Regions from separate parts of the Anas platyrhynchos genome. Here region 1 is linked to region 2. Evidence: chromatin contacts called from public Hi-C data. All regions are on one chromosome and are shown on one strand. The core of a region is the stretch at or near the end of the contact, and the rest is flanking DNA. Distances in the headings are between cores, read along the strand shown.

Region 1 (6,156 bases), core at 3,046-5,545, 150 kb before region 2:
TAAACATAAAACAAGAGATTTCTTTAAATGTAAATGTGACAATAAATCAACAAAATAACTAATACTCCACAAATTAGAAATGAAACAAGCAAATGTGAATGGCAGCAAGGGAGGAAAAGGGTTGTGCATTCTGTCAGTTTGTCTGGGAACCCCAAGCTAGTGCATCCCTCAGCATGGGTAACTCCTGACTCAATAGGAGGGAGACAGAAAAAACACTAGTAACAAGTCTAAGTTAATTTTCCAGGCAGAATTTCGGGTCTTGCAGTGGCCTGAGAAACCGTGTTGGGAATTGCTGCCTATATTCAACATTTGGTTCCCACACCATGAGTGCACTGAAGCAGTCAGAAAACACTAGTAGGGAAATAGAAAAGGACAGACTTTCCTGCACCTCTGGGCAGCTCATGCTATCTGTAGCAGAGAAACAAAGGCAGTAGGATGAGCCAACGGCTTTCTAGAACCAATAACTGGTAACGAGCTAGCAGGGAGTTGTTCCAGTAAGTGCCTCTATGGAAGAAAAACATGCCTCCGTCAGGACAACTGCCAATTCAGTTAATAGAGAAACTAAAATCAGCCCTGTACACGAGGTTCTCCGTGACTGTGTGGCACCAGTTGTACGTTGAAATATCTACCAAGATAACGACAAGGATATCAACAGGACAACCCTTGCACTTTGCGGAGTCACCACCACCAGTGGGAGTGGTGTGGAGGTTTTACCCTGCTGGGCAACTGAACTCCATTTGACTGCTCTGTCACTCCCCTTGCTCAAAGAGAAAGTGGGAGAGCATATAATGGAAAGGGCTCAAGGGTTGAGATAAAGACAGGTTTTGGTTTTGCATAAACTCAGTAATGGTTATGTTCAGAATTATTGCCCCCAGGGTGCAAGCTCCCTTCCATCTTAGGGGTAACACATTCCTGGCCCTATTATCACATAGCTAATACCAACCTATGCTATTCGGGACTGGCCATCCGGTTACTGAATGATTCCTGTGCTGTGTTTGGTGTGCATTATATATATTAGCACTCCCACAATTACCATATTCAGTACAGTATAGATAATTGTCTACCTCACAGGTAAGATTTCCACACCCAAGGTCAGTATTATTGCCCCCTGAATTTCCATCAGTATGAAGAATGATATGCATACTAATATAAAAACCAGAATACCCTGTGTAATTCGATGTAATCCAAGTATTCTCCCCAATTACATATGGTATTCATTATTTTTTCTTAAGAAGAAATTAAAGGTTAGTTTACAACTATGATTCGCACCTCCTCCTAATTTTTATTTTTAAAGGTTCTCCTATATTCTCTCAGATCTCGGGGTCACCTTATGCCTCACCCAGGTGTAATTAGTGTAATGAGTCCACCATTTCTCAGCTGTTCTTACTGTCATCTCAGGAGTCAGGAGTACTTGGAATGGTCAGTCCCACCCAGGTTGTAGCTTCGATTCCCTCCATGTTCGCATCAGAACCCAATCTCCTGCTTGGAATGGATGGATCGGGACTTCCAAGGGTGGGGTCTGAGCTAACAATCCATGGGTCCTGAGAGATGACAAAGAGGATGACAGTCCAAGTATATAGTTTTTTAAGAAAAGCATCTTTTGTCTTGAATCGAGGTAGTTCATTCCCTTTGCCCAGGTAATATTTCAACGATCCAGCTAATATTTCATATGGTGAGACTCCCACATCTTTTCTTGACTGTTTGAATTTAGAGAAGTGCCAAGGGTAAGCACTTCATTGAGGTGAGACGAGTTTCCAGAACTAACTTAGTCAACTGCTTCTCAAGCTCCTCTTCTCTAGGTTAAACGTGCCCAGCTCACTTAATCTTTCTTCATAAGACAGATGCTCCAATCCCTTAATCATCTTCATGGCTCTACGCTGGACCCTCTCTAGAAGTTCTATGTCTCTCTTGTACTGGGGAGCCCAGAACTGCAAACAAAATTCCAGGTGTGGCCTCACCAGAGCTGAGTAGAGCGGGAGGATCACCTCTCTTTACCTGCTGTCCGCACTCCTCTTGATACAGGCTAGGATCCCATTGGTCTTCTTGGCCACAAAGGAACACTGCTGGCTCATGATTAATTTGTTGTCCCCTATGACACATAGGTCCCTCTCCACAGGACTGCTCTCTGTTCTCTCTGCAGAACCTGCCCTCAGCAGGTCAGCCCCACACCTGACTGGTGCCTGGGGTTTTTCCTCCCTAGGTGCAGGACCCTGCACTTGCCCTTGTTGAACCTCATGAGGTTCCTCTCTGCCCAACTCTCCAGCCTGTTATCCTGATATTCATCCTGAACCTCCCATCGCAGCTTGACACCGTTCCGTGGGTCCTATCATTTGCCACTAAGGAGAACAGATCGGCGCCTTCCCCTCCACTCCCCCTCGTGAGGAAGCTGTAAGCCATGATGAGCTCTCCCCTCAGCCCCCTCTTTTCCAGGCTGGACGGGCCAAGTGACCTCAACCGCTCCTCATACGTCTTCCCCTCTAGGTCCTTCACTATTTTCATAGCCCTTCTCCGGACACTCTCCAACAGTTTAATGTCCTTCTTGTACTGTAGTGCCCAGAACTGCACACAATACTTGAGGTGAGGCTGCACCGGCGCAGAGTAGAGCGGGACAATCACTTCCCTTGACCAACTAGCAATGTCAATCCCAATGCAACCCAGGATATGGTTGGCCTTCCTGGCTGCCAGGGCACACCGCTGGCTCATATTCAACTTGCTGTCAACCACAACCCCCAGATCCCTCTCTGCAGGGCTGCTCTCCAGCATCTCATTGCCCAGTCTGTACGTAAAGCCAGGGTTGTCCCATCCCACGTGCAGGACCTGGCACTTGCTCTTATTGAACTTCATGTGGTTGGTGATTGCCCAGCTCTCCAGTCTGTCCAGATCTCTCTGCAAGGCCTTTCCACCCTCAACAGAGTCAACAACTCCTCCAAGTTTAGTGTCATCAGCAAATTTGATCAAAACACCTTCTAGTCCTATATCCAAATCATTTATAAAAACATTGAAGAGAACTGGCCCAAAAATGGAGCCTTGGGGAACCCCTCTAGTGACAGTCTGCAGTACCACAACCCTTTGAGCCCTGCCTGTCAGCCAATTGCTCACCCATCATATGCTCACCCATCTTTAGCTGTATGCTGGACATTTTGTCCAGTAGGATCCTACGGGAAACTGTCAAAATCTTTACTGAAATCCAAAAAGATCATATCAGCTGGTTTCCCTTGATCGACTAGATAGGTGATCTTATCATAAAAGGAAATCAAGTTAGTTAAACAGGACCCACCCTTTGTGAACCCATGTTGGCTGGGCCCGATGACTGCATTGTCCCCCAGGTGCGCTTCAAGGAAGATAATCAAGCAGTGGACCTACATTTTCTCTGGTCCTCCTATCTCTATTCACATCAGGCCATGGCTTTCTGCCAGGTGGATACCATGGTTGGTCTCTTCACAAGCAGGTTACAACCACCATTGGAAAAGAGCAGTGAGGGCGCCCTGCCCTCCCTTTGCTCACTGCTGTGCAAACTGCCACACCCCGCCCTGTTTGCCTGTCCTGGTCGCTCGTGCTCCCTAGGGGCTACATTTGTACGGCCAGGGAGGGGACGCTGCTGGCTCTACCCACTCCTGGTCAGCCTCCCTCGCAGGGCTGCTGAGCTCTGGCAGCTCCCTCAGCTGCCTCGAGTAGCCTCCATGCCAGAAAAAAAGCCCTGCCTACCTCGATTCCCGACTCTGCTGAAGAACAAGTCTGCCTTGGAGCTGATCGCGTTGGCAAGTACAAGAACATTTTCCTGATATCCAACCTGAACCTACCCTGTCACAGCTTGACTCCGTTCCCTCGGGTCCTCTCACTGGTCACCAGAGAGAAGAGATTGGCGCCTGCCCTTCCGTTCCCCCTCATGAAGAAGATGCAGACCATGATGAGGTCTCCTCCCAATCCCCACTTAATAGCCCAACTGATGAGCTGAAGAACTGAAGAAAGGATTGTGTGCCAAAACCTGGCTGTTATCTTCTAGCTATGTCAGCTGCTTTCTAACTGAAGTTCTCTCCCCCTCCCCAGCAACTTGCTTCTTCTGTCTTCACATCACAGACACTGTGACAGAGAGGGGAGCGAGAGATTTAGAGAGAGGTGTATTCTGTTGTTGACTTCACACTGGCAACGCCCACACTTTACTACCACAGAACAAGCCCCAGGTGTGGGGGCTGTTAGTGGAAACATCAGCACCAGCTGCAGTCGATACAGACTGTCAATGCCCCCAGGCTCAGCAGCCAGCCCTGCTGCAGGCTGCAATTGAAAGCGTTGGCTTTGTAAGGGGCAAGAGGGAGAAAGATACACCGCTACTTCAGCTAAACCTTAAATTAATATACAAAGCCTGCTCACAAACTTGCAGGCTTGACCTGTATTTTGCCAATGACGAGCCTGTGTTCTCCCAGCAATGGGATGGTGAGTGTTTTCAGAGCAGCAGTACAGTGTGTACCTCTCCCATGGCTTCACGCTTAGAGATGTTCTGTAGCTGCAAGCCACCAGCAAAAGGGAAGCTCAGTCATAGCTCACACCCTACTCTCTCCCTGATAAAACAAACAGCTTTTCTTGAAGGAATGATTGCCTGACAGCTGATAAGGGTCATCAATCCTTGTAAAGAAAACCGAGTTCAGGTGGGTTGTGAAATGGGCTTTCAATTAGCCCTATGAAGACTCACTGCTAGATACAAAAGCAGATGGCAGGAGGGATTTCCTGCTCCTGGGCTTTGATTTTGCAATACTCAAGAAGTGGATCATCCCAATAATGCTGGGTAATGAGTGTGGGGCTCACATGATGGTGATGTTTTGTAAAGGACATGAAGAAGCCAAAGAACAAAATGATCGATGCAGAGTTACCAGTGAATAGCCAGTTTTCAAGTTGGCATGGCATTGTGGTGACTACAAGAACACAAAACAAAGCACATCAAAATAAAACTGCAACTATCAAATTATGCCATCTGTCGAGTCAGGCTACCTGATATTTTCAGTTGATTTTTATTTCAGAACTATTTGTGTGGATATATGTATTTGTAAAAAGACACATAAAGTAACATCAGGCACATAAAGCAACATCAGGCACTTGCTGAGAGCCAAGAGGATCATTAAAGCCCTTTTCCCAAGACATCGGATGATTGGCATTACAGGCAAAATGCAGCTCAGGAGGCACAAATCAGAGCAGCTGGGACTGACACCTCTGAATATCACTGTCTGCAAAATCAGCAGTACGAAGGCAGAAAAGATGGGAAGGAAAGTGTGTGCACCCCAAAGTCAGTTTGTGAATTACATCTTGTGACAGATTTAGCTGAGCAACTGTCACTGGGCAGAACTGGGCAGGTAACTTCTATTCCCAAGGCTTGACTAGCTCTCTGGCCCCAACTAGTGTTAAAGATTAGAAATTAAATTTGCACACTCTTAAATTTGAATCTCTTGAATTACTACAACATAAGTTGTCAAATAGCATGTTATCTCTGTTTCAAAAAACTCAAAATCTGAGGGTACACAAAAAAAGAGCAGTGTCAGTCATCAGTTTGACTGCCCTAACATGCACACACAAATATGTATACACACATTTGTTTTTCCCCATTACGAGACCACTTCAGAGAACTGCAACAGCCTTTAATTTTAAGACAGTCTTTTTCTAGGTCCAGGAAAATCAGATATGCATCACTGGAATCTCCTGAAGCCCAGCACGCAGCTCCATGCATCAATGGGAATGCTCGGCACTTCCTGAGAGGCTCTCGCAGAAATGACTTACAGCAGAAAAACAAAACCAAAAGCAACACCCATGAGAGCTGCCTTGGTAAAACAAACATTGAACTCATCATACTGTTGCACAACACCACAGAAATTTCCTACTTGCATTTGAAGGACCTTCCAAAGTTTTGAGGTCAAAGGAAAAAGAAAATGTCCATAACTTTTTAATATACCTTTTTGTATTTTTTTTTTTGCTATTTTTTTTTTTATCTGTTTAGAGTCATGTTACATCCTACATCCTTTGAGATTTCCTGATGAAACTACCAATTTATAGATTTATGATTGGTTAAACTATGCAAAAAAATAATTCAACAAGCATCCATTCCACTTCAGGGATGTGCTTTTGCAATTTGGATGCTGGTGTTCTTTGCTCAAAAGCCTGATATTTGTTTGG
Region 2 (6,149 bases), core at 123-2,622:
CCTGCTGCTTGCTATCTCGGCTCTGAGGCTGATCCTGCCCATGGTCACATCTGGTGAAGGATGGCAGGTCCCATGGAAGCCTTCCCTGATCCCTCCTGGAGCACTGAGTAACGGAGCAGAGCACGTGTTGTCCCCAGGAGAAGGCATGATAATACTGGAACAGTTGGGAAGAGAATGAGAAAAGCTGAAGATTAATGACAGAAAGCAGCAGATAAGGTCTCCTCGCCCTAATGCACGTTATGCTGCCTTCTTTCCAAGTCTCTCTCATTCAAGAAGAATTTCACTAAGGAACCAGCAATCCATTCCAAAGTCATGAACTGGCACAAGTGCCGCACATCAGGTGAACATTTTGCAACTTTGCATATTGAAACAGCCTATTTAAAAAGCTCTGTGCTAACCATCAATCAGGAAACAAATTGAATGAGAAGCAAAGCAGCATGCAGGAACTGGGGGGGATGCTGAAGCCGTTGCAAAAATTAAAAGCAGGAGAGCTCCTGCTGCGGCCGGTCAGCCAGAAACACCCGCATTATATCACTGTGGTTTGGGAGCCGACAGCCTGAGGAAGGGTTCAATCACGCATCACCTAGCTGAGGTCTGTGAGCGTGAAATCACTCCCCTGCTCATGTCCTTCTTAATAAAGCGCCTGTCCAAAGGCAAAATTTCACAGAGAGGATCGTTCTTATTAAAGAGCCATCACTGCATCTGGCAGATGTGTTAGACCAAAGCAACAGGGAAGACTTTTAAAAGTAAATCCCTCACAAAACACCATCCTCCATCACCACCCCCAAGAATAAGGGCAAACACCAAGCACCAAAGGACACCATTCCTTGAAAGCCCAGCACCATGCAGCTGCTGCAGGGTAAGTGGCTTTTGTTGTAGAACAGAAGTTTCTAGGGAAGATTGACATTGAAACACATTTTAGAAATATTCTCATAGGAAACAAGACATCTATATGTGGAAGTGATGCTGATTTGGGTTCAGATGTTGTAATTTTATGTCATTTACATTTACTCTTTCCAAACAGCTCTATTTGATTTTTTTTCCCTGAGTGCAAGCGGTCAGCTCACAGGGCAGCAGACACGAGCAGCATGGTGCCAATTGCTAGAGTCAATAGAGACAGGGTGGCAATTAAGGACTTTAATTGGCTAAACAGGAAAGAATTTAAAAAAAAAAAAAAAAAAAAAAAGTATTGCCAGAAGAGAGGAAACACAGTGCTTCTATATTTTTTCAACATTATCTTTCTTTCCTGTTCTAATGCCCATTCTACTTTGTCTCCGCTCAGTGCTTCCCCCAGTTGCTGCAGGGACATGCTGGTGTAAGGCTAGGCTTGTGCTACCTCTTGCCCAGAATAGATAAGGTCTCTCTGCAGCCTGCGTTGAATAAAGCTGTGCAAGAAACCTTTGAGATAAGTGGTTGTGAATCAAGTGGGCAGGGAACATTGAGAGAGGAGCAAAAATATGCCGGTATTCCCAGAGGGCTCTGAGCTGGTCACAGATTAAAGCAGAGTTGAACTACGTCTTCATCCACTAAGGAAAAGTGACTTCGAGGGGAGAAGAAAAAAAAAAAGAGAGAGAGAGAGAGAGAAGAAAAAGTAGTCAAGAATGTAGAGATTGGTTCAAATACTTTTTTTTTTTTTACTCATAATTTACAGCAAATCAATTTGGGCAGAACAGCTTCTCGGCTGCTCCTCCAGCACTTGAGGGCACTTAGGACTCTGCACAAAGAGGCACCCAGAAATCACAGAAACCCCACAGCAAGTGAGTGAAACTGATGGCCTTAAATGCCATGCAGAATGCTCTTCCACTGTCTGACCCAATCCCTGCCAGAAGAAAAGTGATTTAGCACGACTGTGTGAGAACCACCTCAACTTTGGGATTGTGAGGAGCTAAACCACAGCTATGGGGCTACGGCAGGGGAAGGAGGTGGTTTCTGGCACAGCACCATCGTCTCCCTCCACCCCACTCCTCTCCACCCTCACCGAGCCGGCTAGACATGGGCAGACTGTGGAATTTCTCCTGACTGTCCTGCTCCAGCCACACCACCCAGATGGGTTGTGCAAAGCCCTTTCCTGGTTTAAGGAGGTTTTGAGGCCAGAAAGGTGGTGTTTTTGTGGCAACATAACTACTAGGCAATAGCAATGTTGCTGTTAACCCTACAGAAGTTAATGCAGCTGAAGAGGGCTTCCTCTCCTGCTCAGTCAGTAAAACACCAGTATCTTATTTCCAATAATATAGGAGTTTTAAAATAGATTTGCCATCCTGCAGAGAAAGGACCCTTCTTTTCCCAGTTGAAGAGAAACTTGCAGAGAACTGCTCAATGAGAGGCAGCACACAGAGGTAAGAGTGAGATGGTTTTCAGAAGAGGCATTAAAGTGCACTAGCTTGGCAACCCCAGCCATCACATTCCTTCCTACCTGCGATAGTTTCCTTCTCTGAACACCAGGCTGATGCCTTCCAGCCATGTCCTTTCCTCTTGCCATCACTGAAGTCAGTGTTATTAACACGAATGCAGGGCACATTTCAAGCCCAGAGTCCAAAAGAGAGTCCTTATCTTAGTCCCAGTGTTGATGCTGTTGCTGATGAAGATCAGCTTACCTTGCACAGCAAATAGTCCATAGTAAGGCGAGGGAATTTCAAGGCTCCCAACCAACCCTATGAATAATACATTCAGTAAAAGCATTAATTCACAAGTTTAGATATCAGGAAATTGCACTCTGCTCACATAACACGTGGCCATAAAGAGAAGTAGCAATACTCAGGTAATAAAACTCACTGGCTATTTGAAAACAGCTGCACAAACCACTGTTTGAACTACTTTTCTTCAAGTATTTTTCCTTCTATGGAAATAATTTTGCTTCTGGTGGTGATGGCTCTCTTCTAGACTATTGCATTTCAAGGCTTTGCAAGCTGGAAGAAGATCCTGTGCTTGCACAAGAGCACCAGCCCCACACCCTCACTGCTGCACAGTACTGGGCATTGCACTAGGGCACTACACGGGCACATAACAGCACAGGGCAGAAAAGCATCATCATCTCATCCTGCATGACAGAGCTGACTTCAGTAGGCACAAGCCCCAAGGAAGAGGGCCCAGGGAGTCTGGGAGGGGAACTCAATATGGGACCTCAGTTGAGTAGGAGAGAACCAAAAGCAACAGGGAGCAGCCTTAGGTGCCCAAACATGGGAATCCCCAAAATTCAGAGCATTAAGCTCATCTCAGCCAAGGATCCTGCTCCGTGACAGGACCACGGTAATGCATTTTGTGAATTTTTATGAATCTAGCTCCCAGAGTGCTTGGGAACATGCAGCAGTTTTTCTTTAAAGACCGACCTTGCCATTCAGCAAACCATTTCAGCACACTCAATGCTTTCCCAAGCTGCCCACACAGATTCATCTCCCCAGTGAGAGAGTTTTTTCTCAACACCCCACTTCTCCTGAGTTAACAATGACACTCAGTGGCCAGGAGGATTCCCTGCAGTCTATACTCATGGTACAGCATCCAACGGTTAATAAATACCCTTTATATATATACAAAGCAAATGTCTTCCATGAGTTTCGGGATTCTAAGACAGGGCTCAAATTATAAAGAAAGACCACAGAAGGCCAGGCTTAAGAGAAAGGTGAAAGAAAACCACAATCTTTTTTTCCAATTTGTGCAGCGACCTGGGAAATATTTTCCATCAATCCACATCCAGGCTATAAAAAAAAAAAAAAAAAGCCAACCCAAGGAGGCAAAGGCAGCTCTAGACCAAATTATTAAACAGGCATTCAGACACTTGTAGTCAAAGCAAATCACACTGCTACCATACAAATCCTAAAATCCTAACCACGAGCTGTACAGTTGCATATTTACAACATAAGACTTCTGTTTCATTATCCTCCCCCACTGCCAAGGATGGATGCAGAACAACTGCATGCAATACAGCCTGCAAGTCTGCCTCGAGAGCTTTGTCCTCCTCTTTCCTTGGCACAACAGAATTTTTATCTCCACTTCAGTTCTGGTAAGCTGGAGCCTGATGGATAACCCAAAGAGGATCAAAAGAAAATGCTACTGTGCACAGACAAATAGTTGATGAATAATTTGAGTCTATTGTCAAACAACATTTAATCAGGAGGTTTGAAGGATTCCTATACATCTCTCCGGCAATACAAATCACACTGGTATGATGCCTTTCGGCTTTGATTTAGACACTACCATTCTTCCAATGAATAAAACATTTGATTTGCAGCATTCCTCCACTTGAGGAAAACAAGAAGTAATTAGATATCATGCTTTGGCCATTGCAACATTAGGTATTGCCTAGAATCGGTTTCTCATAGTAATTCTCCTCTTCCCTAAAGCATTGTGCTTATTATTTTTCAGGAAACAGTTTTACTTTTTTTTTTTTTCTCCTTTCTTTCTCTCAGTATATCAATTCTGGATTGCACTTTAGACAGAAGCAAAAAAACAGGAATTATTCTTTCAGTTTATTTTACAATGTATAACATGTAATTTTAAGTGCATGCATACACTAACAATCTTAAAATATACATTTTACTCCTCCTAACAGTAGCAATTCTGTCCATTTAAGATTGCTTGCTTCTTTCTGAACTGGAATACTAATACAACACAAAGAAAAAGGGTTTCCATCCTATTTATTTGCAAAAGGAAGTCATTTAAATGTTACACAGGGTTGTTGCTTTTATTCTTTTCATTGTAGGATAACTGTATTTTCCATCATTCCAGTGAGAACATCAATAAGGTATACCTTATTATTAAACATTATTACAGCTGCCAAGTCAAGCAGTCAGAAGACAGGAAATGCAAGAAATCAAGTTTGTCTCCCAGCAGGTACACTTTATGATACTAACTTTATAACAGGTTCTGTTTTCGAGTGCTCTGAAATTTTTATGCTCAGAACTGCACCCACTGAGCATAACATCAGCCCCCTGGGTGCCTTTTGGCAATGCCTGCATCCCTCCACTGCCTGACCTCACTGCATCAAGTGAGTTTTTGGGAACGTCCACCATAAACTACAGCTAAAGGACCTGGGACATCAGCAAATAAAACACCAGACTACCAAAAGTGTGGTGTCTTATTTTGAGAGCACTCAAAATAAGGAGCATGTGGCTGATCCCCATTCATGAAACCCATCATTTAAGCAAATTCTCCAGTACCACATCAGAAGTTGATGATAATTTGGAGGAGAACTGAGCTGGAGCAGGGACTCCCTGCAGTGAAGGACCCTTGAGTCTTCTACAAGGATGCCCCATGTAACATCTAGCCCTGGATAAGAGCTACAAAATGCTCAAATGCACTTAAGAATAGAATTTTAGAGCCATCAATGGCTGTGGCTGAAGAAGCCACATCTTGTTTATGCACACTCATTATAAACAACACAGTTCAGCACAGAAGAGCAAATCACATCCCCTCACAACCACCAGGCCTTTCTTAGCGCTAAAGGTGCTTTATAATTAGCTCCATCTCTTTAAGATGAATAACAACCTAGAAAATCACACCCTTAATCCCCCTCCTTCCTTCCCATTTACCATTCTAATGACTGAAGAATAAATTAAAGTGTGCCAGTGTAAGGAAGCATGAGAGAAATGGGATTCTACCTCTTATGAAATATTAATCAGATTCACTGACCAAAAAAACATTTCTGATTATTAAACAGACATTTAAATTATAACTCAGAATGACTCCAGCTGCCAAAATACAGGAACTCAATTTTGCAAAGCTCCACCGCATTAACATAAATCCCTGCCAGATTAATCAACTAGGAAAGCCAGCAAAGTGACCTGAAGTCTGACTTTTGCCCGTTGTACTCAGCTTCCATAGGAAGACTCGTGCAGGACTTACACCAGTGGGGAATTAAGCTTAGGAAGGAAATCAGCTTTTTTACAAAGATTTGCAGGTGGAAGTGCGCTGAATGTTAACCTACTGTCTCGGACATATTAGCCAGGCTGGTCACTTTATTTACATAGCAAGTGCTGAGCACTTAATTGCATAGCAGGACCATGCTATCCAGGTAATTACAGGCTACCTGCCAACTAATTATTTCTTCTCTTTCCCCCACGTTCAAGCCTGCTACATAGCAATGATCACACTCTGACTTTATTCAAACAACCTACAATAAATACACAGTTAACCAAGAAGTCCATTTAGCAAAT

What was found. Hi-C and Micro-C count contacts between places; a contact is called where the count stands out from the background.
Region 1: a Hi-C map of liver shows a contact between it and region 2, with 2.7 times the contacts expected there. The contact joins the promoter of LOC119713151 here to the enhancer-like site in region 2. A contact is called at or near these places in 2 of 8 Hi-C or Micro-C datasets (liver and subcutaneous adipose tissue).

What each region holds. Positions count from the first base shown.
Region 1 is chr19:7,637,122-7,643,277 of IASCAAS_PekinDuck_T2T, reverse strand. LOC119713151 reads right to left here and starts at 4,295. Exons shown (of 7, transcript XM_072025654.1): 1 at 3,801-4,295. It overlaps LOC106016586, which reads right to left. Exons shown (of 10, transcript XM_072025656.1): 10 at 5,604-6,156.
Region 2 is chr19:7,486,719-7,492,867 of IASCAAS_PekinDuck_T2T, reverse strand. No RefSeq gene overlaps it. Among named protein-coding and RNA genes, the nearest start is that of OGFOD3, 100 kb to the right of the region's middle. Within about 2 kb of position 1,372, at least 1 of the 8 cell types and tissues checked has an H3K27ac peak or open chromatin away from gene starts, as enhancers often do.